Regions from separate parts of the Sus scrofa genome. Here all the other regions are linked to region 1. A link is a contact called in public HiChIP or PLAC-seq data. All regions are on one chromosome and are shown on one strand. The core of a region is the stretch at or near the end of the contact, and the rest is flanking DNA. Distances in the headings are between cores, read along the strand shown. Region 1 holds the start of H6PD (GDH/6PGL endoplasmic bifunctional protein). Region 2 holds the start of TMEM201 (transmembrane protein 201). Region 3 holds the start of SLC25A33 (solute carrier family 25 member 33). Region 4 holds the start of ENO1 (alpha-enolase).

Region 1 (2,929 bases), core at 137-2,636:
CTGCAGCATATGGAGGTTCCCAGGCTAGGGATCCAATCAGAGCTACAGCTGCCGGCCTACGCCACAGCCACAGCAACTCGGGATCCAAGCTGCATTCTCAACCTACTCCACAGCTCACAGCAACACCAGATCCTTAACCTACAGAGCGAGGCCAGGGATCAAACCCACAACCTCACCGTTCCTAGTCAGATTCGTTTCCACTGCACCAGGATGGGAAATGACTGTTTCCCTTTGAAATAACCTAAAACCATCTGACAACACAAGTCACTTAGTGAATTATAGTCTTTGGACAAACAACTTGAATGTCTGCCTGGAGTGGCCATTTGCTGAGCAGTTATGTACCTCAAAGAAACATTTACACAAAATATTGCCTAAAAATGAGCTCTGTTTATGCCAAACACGGAGCATTTTTGTCTCAGGTGCTCCTAAAACTTGCCAAAAGATTAGTTTCATGAGCTCAGAAATTCGATCAGCCATCCGCCACCGTAGAAAAATGTAAAACATGATTTAAAATACTCCTGGTCTACCCAGGTTTCCCTCGTTGGCCAAAGGCCAAACATGAGCCACAGGCTTTGATGAGGGGCACAGGGATGAGTGGGCAAGGAATTTCGGCTTATGATTTTTCCAGAAGTTCTCACTTCCTGCTAAACATTCAAGCTTTGGGTGAGCCGATTTTCAGAGACCCAGAAGGATTTACTTCTGGAAAACCAAAAACCAGAACCGAATTCCAGAAAGCCTAGGAAAAGGGACCTCACTGGGCCCCTGGACCAGCCTTGATGGGGCCTGGCTGCCTCCTGTAGACCTGCCACCCAATAGAGCCGCCACCGCGCTAAGGGATCTGCGGAGGAGGAGGAGAACAATGAATTTATTCTGCGGAAGGAAGGCGGGGAAGGGAATTCGGGCGGGTGGGTGGTGGCTCGGGTGACTCTTCCCAACCATATGCCCGAGGATTTCACCGCCACGCGTGGCCAGCCTCCCGGGCCTGCTGTAAAGACCTCCTTGCGGCCGGAGGAGCGGGAGAGAAAGCGGGGGAGGCAGCTTACTTCATCTCGGCCGTCAGAGCCGCCTGCTTCTCCGGGAAACGTCAGGGGCGGCGCGGGGCTGCGGGCCGAGCTCAGGCCAGGCCAGGGACCCGCGCATGCTCTTCCGCCCGCCGGGCCCGCCCGGACAGGTGCGCGTCACGCGGCTCCGCGCCTGACGCGCGCTCAGGTTTCGCCAGCGCGGCCGGGGGCGGCGAGCGGGGAGGGCGCCCCTTCCCCGCCCAGCCAGAGACGCTTCCTTGTCCGGGGGCGCGGCGGACCCGCAGGGCCTGGGTCTCAGATCGCAGCGGCCTTGGTGCGCGCGCAGGGAGATCCCGGGCCTGGAACGCGCGCGCGCGCACAGGGGGAATCAGGCCAGGGGTGCGCGCAGTGGGCGGGGCCGGGGCGGGCCGCGGGGGCGGAGGCGCGGCGAGGCCACACCCCCTAGCTCTGGGTCGCGGAGGAGGGAGGGGCGGAGACCTCCCAAATGATTCCTTGGTTCGTGTGGATCTTCTGGATTTAAGAGCGAAGTGAGCGGGCCCCTCCTTCCGGCCCTGGTTTCTGCTGCGCATGGTAGAGGCTGCCTTCGGGGACACAAGAGGGCCGAGGGAAATGGTGTCTCGTGGAGTCTGGTTACTGGCTCCCTCCCGTATCTGGCACGAGCTGTGGGACCTGGGACCTGGGGCCTGACCTCCCTGGGCCTCGCTTTTCTCCATCTGTAGAATGAGCGGCTTGGTTCATCCTATTTTCTTTTCTCTCTCTCTATTTTTTTTTTTTTTTTTTTTTTTTGCTTTTTAGGGCCGCACCCCTGGTACATGGAAGTTCCCAGGCTGGGGTCTAATCGGAGCTGCAGTTTCCGGCCTATCTGCCGGCCTACCCCCACAGCCACAGCAGGGCGAGATTCGAGCCGCATCAGCGACCTACACCAGAGCTCAGGGCAACAGCGGGATCCTTAACCCACTGAGCGAGGCCAGGGATGGAACCCACATCCTCATGGATACCAGTCGGGTTGGTTACCACTGAGCCGCATGGAGAACTCCATCATCCTATTATCAATATCCAGACGTAGTGATTTGGGCGCGGGAGAGCCGTCTATGGTCATGTCTCCACCAGACAGCTTCAAATCTCTGCCTACATTCCTGTGACCCTGAAGACACTAACCAGCCATGAGTGCTCAGGAAATGGTAGCTGGCACCTCTGTGGCTTTATCCACAAGACGGTGATGGGAATAAGGCCTCTGTAGTGTGATGGTGAGGTTATACAGGAGGTGACAGGGTCAGCTGCCTCTCTTGGCCCTCGGGAGATGGTACGCTGGTCCTCTCCCCTGGTCCTCACCATGATCACGCTGTACCTCACCTTTGCAACTGTTTTCTCCCAGCCCTGCAGTGCTGTCCGTGACTCCCTGGAGCCCTGGCCATCAGAGAGGCAGCCGCTCCTTCCCACTTCTCAGCAGCAGCTGGGTGACCACAGGTTAAATAAGGCAGGGCCAGAGTTCCCTGGTGGCCTAGCAGGTTAAGGATCTGGTGTTGTCACTGCTGTGGCACGGGTTTGATCCCTGCATGCCACAGGCATCACCAAAATAATATTAATAATAATAATAAATAAGGCAGGGCCACTGCTGCACTGACCGGCCAGACTACCCAGGACCACCTCCTAGACAGAGGTTGGCCCTCCCATCCCCGCTGCTGAGCATCTTAGCACTGTCCCTTCTTCAGACTCCGCCTCCTCCCATCCCAGAGACAGGGGCATGCCTGGTCACCTGTGCCAAAGGGAGCTGGACCACCCAAGAGAGGGCACTCTGATGAGAGAGAGAAAACTTGTAGCAGCTTTTCATTTCATGGACATTCCATTAGAGGTAGGGATGTCAGGAGCTAACAGAAGGAACTTGGCAGTGGCCGGCAGGACTAAGT
Region 2 (2,929 bases), core at 189-2,688, 310 kb before region 1:
TAGAGATGTGGCTTGTCAGGGACCCCCTGAGGCCACCCCCTCCTCAGCCTGCCAGTCTGGCTCATCCTGCAGATAGCTGACATCCCTCCCACCCCTTCCTCCTCCAGGAAGCCTGTGACTCAGTCGCCCTCACTTCTCTTCCCCTGGGTGAGAAGCAGCGTACGGTGCTGCCTAAGGAAGAACAGACCAACCCTCTGGGTTCCAATGCCAGCTCCCAGCTCCCTGACTCGCTGCTGGGTGGCCGTGGGCAAGTTCCTTCCTCTCTCCCACCGAAAGAGCTGAGCTTCCCACCTCCCTTGCTGATTCTACAAACCCACTCATTCTGTCCCCAGAATGTTCTCACAACCCCCTCTTTTTCCTTGTTCCCTGGGAAGGTGGATCAAATGAGGACACAGTGGGGCTGCCCCTGAGGCCTTGCTGGAGCAAGAAGCCAGCTCTTCGTATGGGGGGAGGGGGCGATCAGCGTATCTTTAAGCCTGGGCCAGGGCAGGGGACACCCACTGAACCCCAGCAGCAACCCGGCCCAGTTTTAAACACCTCTGAAGTATGTCAGGTTTTCTGCTCTTGGAGGCAGTAGGGCCAAGGGGTTAGGGATGCAGGCTCCATGGCAAGGATGCTTCAGCTCACACCCTTACTCCTCTGATTAATAACAATTTATGTAGCTCTTTTGTCCCTCCGCTTCTCTAGGGAAGGCAGGGGTTGTGCCTCTGAAATGAGCTAATGTGAGATTAGAAGGACGCCTGAGACAGCGTATACAGACCAGAAACTGCTGGCTGGGATCACGCTACTCCAACGTGCTCCTGAGGACCAGGGATGGGGGCTGAGTCGGAAAAGAGAGCGGCCCGAGCCCCGCTCGGCTCTCCCTCAGGGTCTGGGGGCCCTGAAGACCCTGCGGCTCGGCCATCACAGGTCTCCGCGGGGGAAGGAAGTTCATAGCCCACGCGCTGGCTGTTGCCGCCCGCCCCACATTCCTGGGGACCCTCAACCCGATCCTCAGCCGCTTCCCGACCGAGGATTCGCAGCCCGCTCTTCTTTTCTGAGGCGGGGGCGTGCACGACGGGGCTCAGCGCGGCACACACGGGCCCCACGCCACACCGCGGCCCCGGCGCGCACGGAGAGGGAGGCTCCGGAGCGCCGGGGCGGGAGGGCCGCGGGCGCGGGCCGAGGCCGCGTGGGCCGCGCGCACTCACCTCCGCGCGATCCGGTAGAGCAGCACGCCGGCGGCGGCGCACGCCGTGACCCCCAGGCCGCCGGCCAGGCCGGCCGTGGGGCAGCGGGCCAGCAGCGCGCTCACTCCCTCCATGGCTCCTCGCGCAGGCGGTGGGCGGCGGCGGGCAGCGTCGGGAGGCGGTGGCGGCAGAGCCGAGGGACGCAGGCGGGACGCGGAGCGGCGGCGCGCGCCTCCCCGCGCCGTGACCTTCGCCGCTTTGTAGCCGGCGCGGGCCCGCCCCCTGACTCGGCGCGCTCCCGCTGCGCAAGCCAATCGAAGCGCCGGGCGAGCCTGGTGGGCGGGGCGCCGGCGGAAGTGGCTGTGCCGCTCGGAGTGCGCCCCCCGGCGGCAGGAGGTGGGAGGCTGCGTGGAGCCCCGTCCGCCCTCCACCGCTTCCTCCGCACTCGCCCGGCGCCTTGCCCAAAGTCGGCTAACTTCAGCATCTCCAGTTACTTGCCAGATCGTAACTAGTCTTCCCCTCTTCTCCCTCCACCGCTAGTCCAGGCTTCCCAACACCTAGACAAGCCGACCAGTTGCAGCAGGTTGGAGCTTCTTAAGCCACTTCCCCTGAAGCCACTCCAAATAAGTTTGTAGGAGTTCCCTTTGTGGCTCAGCCGTTAACCAACCCAGCTAGGATCCATGAGGATGCGGGTTCGATCCTTAGCCTCGCTTAGTGGGTTAAGGACCCAGGATTGCTTTGTGCTGTGGTGTAGGTCGCAGACACGGCTCGGATCCAGCGTTGCTGTGGCTGTGGTGTAGGCTGGCAGCTGCAGCTCCGATTGGACCCCTAGCCTGGGAACGTCCATATGCCGCACCAAAAATCAATCAATCAATCAATCAATCAGTTCGTAGAAACACGAACCCTCCCTGCACACCACCAATCCCCACCAATAAGGAGGAGGTTGAATATACCACAGGACAGCCATGCTTCAGAACATAAATCCAACTATTAGAATGTCAGGGCTACAGGGACTGGCCTAGAGGGGTGAAATAGTTTCATAACAAAGTGATTTGCACATTAATATTTATATCTAAGTTTGAATAAACTCCTATAATTTATGTTTGTAGGAATAGATAATACTGAACAGCAAACAGTTACCTCAGAAGAGCAGGAAGATTATCCAAGAGTTTTAGTATTATTGGTTTGCACTAAATTACTTTTGTCTTTTGAGGGCCACACTTGCAGCATATGGGGGTTCTCAGGCAAGGGGTCGAATCCGAGCTGCAGCTGCCAGCCTACACCATGGCCATGGCCACACCAGATCAGAGCCATGTCTGTGACCCACACCACAGCTCACAGCAACACCGGATCCTCAACCCACTGAGTGAGGCCAGGGAGTGAACCAGCATCCTCTTAGATACCAGTCGGATTCGTTTCCGCTGAGCCACAAGAAGGAACTCTGTGCTAACCTCATTAAAAAAAAAAAAAAAAAAAAAAAGCGAGTTGGAAATGTTCGTATTTAATTACAATGTACTTCTCAGCGTTCCCACACTTCATGCTTTTTGAGGTCAACATTAGAGTCCTTACTGTCCTAGTGAGCGATGGGTTTTTTATCAGCAAATGTTACCTTTGTTTCATGCTGCTGGCTAATCTGCCCCACAGTCTAGTCCTGTGCCTTCACCAGGACCTGCAGGAGGGAAGGGAGCAGGGCCCCAAGCCTAGGCGGTGAGCAGTCTGCCCAGAAGTGCGTCTTTCTTGGGAGGGGTGTTAGCACCGAG
Region 3 (2,929 bases), core at 270-2,769, 270 kb before region 1:
TTCGGGTTCGATCCCTGCCCTTGCTCAGTGGGCAGATGATCCGACGTTGCCGTGAGCTGTGGTGTAGGTCGCAGACGCAGCTCGGATCCCACGTTGCTGTGGCTGTGGTATAGGCTGGCAGCTACAGCTCCAATTAGACCCCTAGCCTGGGAACCTCCGTATGCCGAGGGAGTGGCCCTAGAAAAAAGACCAAAAAAAAAAAAAAAAAAAAAGATAAAAATCTAGGATAAATCCTACTTTATGTAAAATGCCCTATACTTAAAAATGGCTGTGCCAGGCCTGTGAGGCGCTCAAATAAGACTCCAAACATTTAGGCGACTTCAAAAGGACCCAAAGCAACCCAAAGCCATTAAAAGAAAAAAATTTACCAATACAAAACATTTTCATTTTTATTTTCCGAAAAAAACAAAAACACCAGCTCCCTTCCTAACCCCCTACCATCCAACCTCCCTAAAAATATGCTTCCTCCACTGAAAAACATCAAGTGCCATAAAGATCAAACTAATGAACGCTTTAAAAACAGGGTGCATCTTAGAATTACGCTGTTTCTGACGATGGACATTTCACAGCAGTTGAGAAGCATTTCAACACACCTTCCTGATCTCACTTTGCCCGTAGATTCCCCCATCAGTCCTCCCACAGACTGCTGACCCCAGGATCACGGTTCACCAGCACTTTCCAGGCCCCTGCAGATACCCAACACCTGCAGCCCTCCCGACGGTCTGAACTCGCCCCTGTGCTACCCTGAGGAACTACCGGGCCAAACCGAGCATCCACAAGGTTGCCCAGGGCCTTCGGAGAAAGGCCCTGGAGGAGAATACAGGCAGGAGGGCAATTAGTATACTGTGCCCAGGAAGGACCATCCCGAGTAACACTCGTAAGAGCAGCCACTAATTGTTTAAAAGGAGAAAAAGCTAGAGACATCTCGGGTTGGAGGATGGGCACGGGAGGGGAACGGACGCAGGGTACAATCACTCTCCCGAGATGCAGCTGGGAGATGGGACAGGCCCCGAGCTTCCCCCCCGCAACCGGGCCTCCCCACTGCCCCGACGCCGGCACTTCCTCCTCGAGAGCCAGCGTTTCAGCCGGGGGAGGGCAGGTAACCCTACCCGGAGCACAGAGGGCACCGGGAGGGCGGGGCCGAGGACGAGAGGCGGGGGCGCGGGGTCAGACCGGGACACTCACCCGCCGGCGAAGAGGTGAAGCAACGTGTTCTCCTTCTGTTGAGTGCCCGTCGCCATGGCCGCGCCGGCTCCGCGGCCCGCCGCCGCCGGCTGCCGTGGGCTCGAGGCCGCTCGACGGATACGCAAGGTAGCCGCTCCACTGGCCCCACTGCCCTTAGGCAGCCGCCCGCGCCGCCTCCATGCGTGGCGCGCGCGCCCCGACGACCGGCACCGTCGGCCTGCACCCTCCACCGCGTGGCCGCAGGCGCCTCACCGGCCTCTGCGGCGCGAGCCCGGCAGCAAGCGGGAGCCTGGCGCGCGGGCGTCGTGTGCGGAGTCCAGGTCGTGACGTCACTCGGCGGCGCGAGCCCGGGGCGGTGCGCGGTGGGGGTGTGGGCCCCGATCCCGAGCGCCCATTGGCCGGAAGGCGGAAGTGGGCGGGGTGACTGGGCAGCGGGAAGGGGCGGGGCTGGACCAATGCGCGTGGAGTGAGAACCGGCCGAAGCTGCCTTGTCCCTGATCTGGAACGCGCAGAAACTGCACTGGGTCGAGTTTAGCGGGACCCTCCACCTGGCCTTTTTTCCTTTTTTCAGTCAAGTTTACTTTGTGATACATAGGATGTGTAAAAACGTATATAGATTATGTATGACCTCTCATATCTGTGTACTAATCTCGCAGTTTAGGGGGAAAAACAAGGTCCAGACAGCCTGAACCCTCAGTATACCAGCGGTGGTATCCTTTGGGTGTTTGGAGGTTTTTGTTTTTTGTTTTTTAAGGGCCGCACCCAGGGCATATAGTGGTTCCCAGACGAGAGGTCAAATTGGAGCTGTAGCTGCCGGCCTACACCACTGCCCCTCGGAATCGGAGCCATGTCTGCAACCTACACCACAGCTCACCGCAAGACCAGATCCTTAGCCCACTGAGCAAGGCAAGGGATTGAACCTCTGTCATGGATGCTAGTCAGATTCGTTAACCGCTGAGTCACGATGGGATCTCTGTTTTTGTGTATTTTTGATTTTTCTAGAAATACCATCCTGTGCTGCGATACCTTTTTGGCCTCTTTTCTGTTCATCTCCAGCCCAGACCTCTGAGCTTCAAGCTTCTATATGAGAGCTGCTTATTTACTTTAATGTCAAACCCAGTCTGGCGACCCATTAACTCCAAGTCTCCCAACGCAGGCTTTCCCTGCCCGCCCCTCCCCCTCCCCCGCAACACATGATTCTATTTAATTTCCTCACAGAGATGTTCCCCTTGTGGCTCAGTGGTAACGAAAGGGACTAGCATCCCTTGAGGACCCGGGTTCCATCCCTGGCTCCATTTCCATATGCTGTGGGTTCCGCTCTAAAAAGACCCCCGAAAAAAAAAATTCCTCACTTAGGCTTCTGCAGTTACTTTGTTGTTTTATTTGTGTAAATTGTCCTGCCCCTGGAGTGTAAGCCTCGGAGTGCAGGGACCTTGTGTCTTTTTGTTCATGGTGTTTTCTGACAAGGTACCTGCCACTAATAATGATCAAGAAACTAATTCCTGAACAGAATTCATCACTTCATTCTTCCCCTCCCCCAAATCTGTCTGTTTCTTGCATTTCCTGTTCTGGAGAATGGTGACTCAACCGTCTGCATAGCTCCCAATACCAGAAACTTTCTCCTTACTTTGGACTTCTCTCCCTCCCTCCCTCTCTCTCCCTCTCTCTCTCTCCCTAGCGCTCTCTCTCTCCCCCCCACTTCCCCCCGCCCCCAGCCCACCTGGCACTTCTGTCTCTTTGAATT
Region 4 (2,929 bases), core at 311-2,810, 260 kb after region 1:
TTGTGGCATAGGCCAGCGGCTACAGCTCTGATTCAACCCCTAGCCTGGGAACCTCCATATGCTGTGAGTGCAGCCCTAAAAAGACAAAAAAAATAAAAATAAAAAGGAATCTGTCGTCTAGATGGACCACGGGCTGCTGCAGATTCCTCTTCCCTCAATCCTGGTGTCCCCCTGCAAATTTCACAGGGGCACTACAGTGCTTCAAGGTGCAGTCTTCGGATGACAAGTGCCTTTGGTATGCCACCGCACTAAAACTGCTCAACAAGCCTACTGTCAGTGATAAATCATAACTAAATACCTGTAACAAGATAACTGCCCCTTTGTTGGATGAAAGGCAAATGTGAGTCCCACCACTTGCTAACAGAGCCTCAAGTGCAGAGAAGACCCCCAGGACATTTGGCCACCTGTGGTTTTGGAAGGGATCTGAGGGCATCTGTACTAATCATTCACATTTCAGCTCCGATTTAAGGTCGAAGTGCTGGCTCAGAACGCTGTGCCCTCAACACTGTGCAGTCGGGCTCCAAGAATCCTGCAACAGCAGCTGTCTGAGATCATGTTCTACATTCAATTCCCTGCTAGGAATCACTGGTTGTGGCCAGAGAGCCTTGTCTTTCCACCTTTATCTCTCTAACCATTTTTAACATAAAATGAAAGAGATTGCTTTGGAGCCCTTTGTGGGCTACACCTTAGACTTGCTCTAAAAATTAGTGTCTGATTTCTGCAGAGTTTTTAAGGTTTAGGAGATGGTGGCTGTTGATTTAGCTGCTGAGTCATGGGGCTGGGACCACGGTTTTAAGAAGTCTGAAACATCAGTGTATTGCCGGTGAAATCACAAACTCTCCTTGCCGAGTTCATATAATTTTTTAGGAAACATTTTATAATTTCCTTGTCGCTTTTTTGCTGAATTTAATCCTACAGTTCTTTCTTCCTAGTCAATAGAAAACAAATGATTGTGGACTCAATAGGACTTCACCTTTACCACACTCTAAGAGTTAAGGAAGTACAGCAAGTTTTTACAGCTGGCCAGAAGAAACGATTAAACTCAAATACATACATGAATCTATGCAAGACGATGTGGAAAATATGGCAATGTATGACATTGTTTTAGCTTACAAACTCACAAACTGGGAAAATACGAAAAGTAACTCCATTAGAAAAGGAAGCCCTCCCTTGAGCAGGGAAAGCGTGCAGAACTGATCTGAAATGGGTGTGAGTTCTTTCTCAAGAAGAGAAAATAACTGCGCCCACTCTTGCCTGTTTTCATTTGTCAGACTACAGTGTAATGTTACCTGTTTTGAACTTTGAGAAATCTCCAGGTTTATGTGAAATTCCAATCTCAAAGCATCACATGCAACATTAAGATCCACACAGCGAACTAACCCAGGGCACGCACGTGGGAAGTGTGTAATTAAGGGAAAGTCAATTTCCTTTTGGCTCTCGGTCTGATACTCAGGTGTGACCAACGACAAGGACAAAGGAACCAGGTCACCTTGGCGGGCGGCCGGGCGCGCAGGCGCGAGTGGGCGCACGTGGCCCGGCTAGCGGCTCTGCGGCGCGGGAGCGCAGTCTGGCCACGCGGCCGCCAACGTCTCCAGGCCGACAGGGTCGCGGGCACAGCGCTGCGGGGAGTGGGGTGGGCCGGCCCGGAAGGGCGGGCTGCGAAGGTCGTCACCAAGGTCGTGGGCCGGACGTGCGGCGCCGGAGCGACGCTGCGTGCGTGCGGGACTCGGAGTACGTGACCGAGCCCCGAGCCCTCATGCCGGCCGCGCCGCCCCGCCCCTGCCCCGGGGCCCAGGCGGCACAGACCAGGCTCAGCCTGGGGTCCCCACGTGGGGCGGGAGCGAAAGGAGGCGGGGGCTCGCGCGCCCCCCATCCCGGGCGCCGGGAAGTCAGGCCCCCAGCCCAGCCCCGCCCGACCTCTGAAGGATGTCGCCCCCTCTTCTGGGCGGTGGCGGCCACCGCAGTCTCGCCTCTCCCTGGGAGGGGAGGGCCCGAGTGACGGCGCGCCGGGCCAATGGCGAGGCGGCACGGAGTGGGCGGGCCCGAGGGGCGGGAAGTGGGCGGGGTCTCCTGAGCAGGGCAGGAAGTCCAGGCCCGCGGCGCAGAGACTAGCTGGGGGGACTCGGAGCGCCCGGACCTTTTGGCTTAACGCTCGCTCTCGGCGTCTGCAGCTCCCTCTGCTTATTCCTCGGGCGGCGACCTTCAGCGGCCGGGTGAGGACTCGAGGGAGGGCTGCCGAGCAAGCGCCCGGGGAAGCGGCTCGTGGGTCCCCCAGGCCCGCGGGCGCTCCTGTCCCCCAGACGGCGTGCCCAGGGTTTCGGCGGGGGCCGGGAAGGGGTTTGTCGGCGCGCGCGAGCGGCTCCCCGGGGCCAGACTCGCCGCCCGAGATGAGGGCGCGGCGCCGGGATTCTCCGAAGGGGAAGGATGCAGCTCAGCCTGTGATTACGTGTTTCGGAGCCGCGTAACTGTCCCGGGAAGTCGGGGGTGGAGCACGCGGTCCCCAGGACAGCAGGCGGTGAGAGTGGATGGTTTGGGGAGTGCTCCAGGCCCAACCCGCGTGCTCATTAAAGCCAGGCCGTTCCGAAAATGCTGGGAGGGGCCCGGAAAGGAGACCTGCCCGGGAAGCGCAGCCCCTGCCTCCTGCTGGTGGCCTGACGTCTGGGTGTCCAGCCCGTCGCTGCTCCGGGATGAGCAGGCATGATCCGCCTTCAGAAGGCTCTTGTTCATGGGGAAGCTGCAGCCGAGCCGTGTGGTCACTGGGAAGCCTTCCAAGCGACCTCGCCCAAGTCGGGCACGAGCCGATCCCGGCTCCCCCGGCTGGCCACCAACAATCGGCCCCTTATCTAACATAAAAAGGATGTATTTTAAGAAAAATTCTCTTTCTGTGCTTCCTCTGCAGGGAGGTCTTCCCCATGGGCCGTACGGGCCA

Evidence for each region. HiChIP or PLAC-seq counts read pairs in DNA pulled down with a chosen protein or histone mark.
Region 2: a contact with region 1 is called in an H3K27ac HiChIP or PLAC-seq map of skeletal muscle. The contact joins the promoter of TMEM201 here to the promoter of H6PD in region 1. A contact is called at or near these places in 1 of 5 promoter capture datasets (liver) and 2 of 2 datasets of contacts at active chromatin or transcription factors (alveolar macrophages and skeletal muscle).
Region 3: an H3K27ac HiChIP or PLAC-seq map of alveolar macrophages shows a contact between it and region 1. The contact joins the promoter of SLC25A33 here to the promoter of H6PD in region 1. A contact is called at or near these places in 1 of 5 promoter capture datasets (fetal liver), 1 of 47 Hi-C or Micro-C datasets (liver) and 1 of 2 datasets of contacts at active chromatin or transcription factors (alveolar macrophages).
Region 4: an H3K27ac HiChIP or PLAC-seq map of alveolar macrophages shows a contact between it and region 1. The contact joins the promoter of ENO1 here to the promoter of H6PD in region 1. A contact is called at or near these places in 3 of 47 Hi-C or Micro-C datasets (liver and skeletal muscle) and 2 of 2 datasets of contacts at active chromatin or transcription factors (alveolar macrophages and skeletal muscle).

Annotation. Positions count from the first base shown.
Region 1 is chr6:69,664,805-69,667,733 of Sscrofa11.1, reverse strand. It overlaps H6PD (GDH/6PGL endoplasmic bifunctional protein), which reads right to left and starts at 1,386. Exons shown (of 5, transcript XM_021095286.1): 1 at 1,044-1,386. The coding sequence starts at 1,048.
Region 2 is chr6:69,971,887-69,974,815 of Sscrofa11.1, reverse strand. It overlaps TMEM201 (transmembrane protein 201), which reads right to left and starts at 1,438. Exons shown (of 10, transcript XM_013998955.2): 1 at 1,191-1,438. The coding sequence starts at 1,303.
Region 3 is chr6:69,933,400-69,936,328 of Sscrofa11.1, reverse strand. It overlaps SLC25A33 (solute carrier family 25 member 33), which reads right to left and starts at 1,519. Exons shown (of 7, transcript XM_003127538.6): 1 at 1,186-1,519. The coding sequence starts at 1,241.
Region 4 is chr6:69,400,295-69,403,223 of Sscrofa11.1, reverse strand. It overlaps ENO1 (alpha-enolase), which reads left to right and starts at 1,560. Exons shown (of 12, transcript XM_021095279.1): 1 at 1,560-1,731.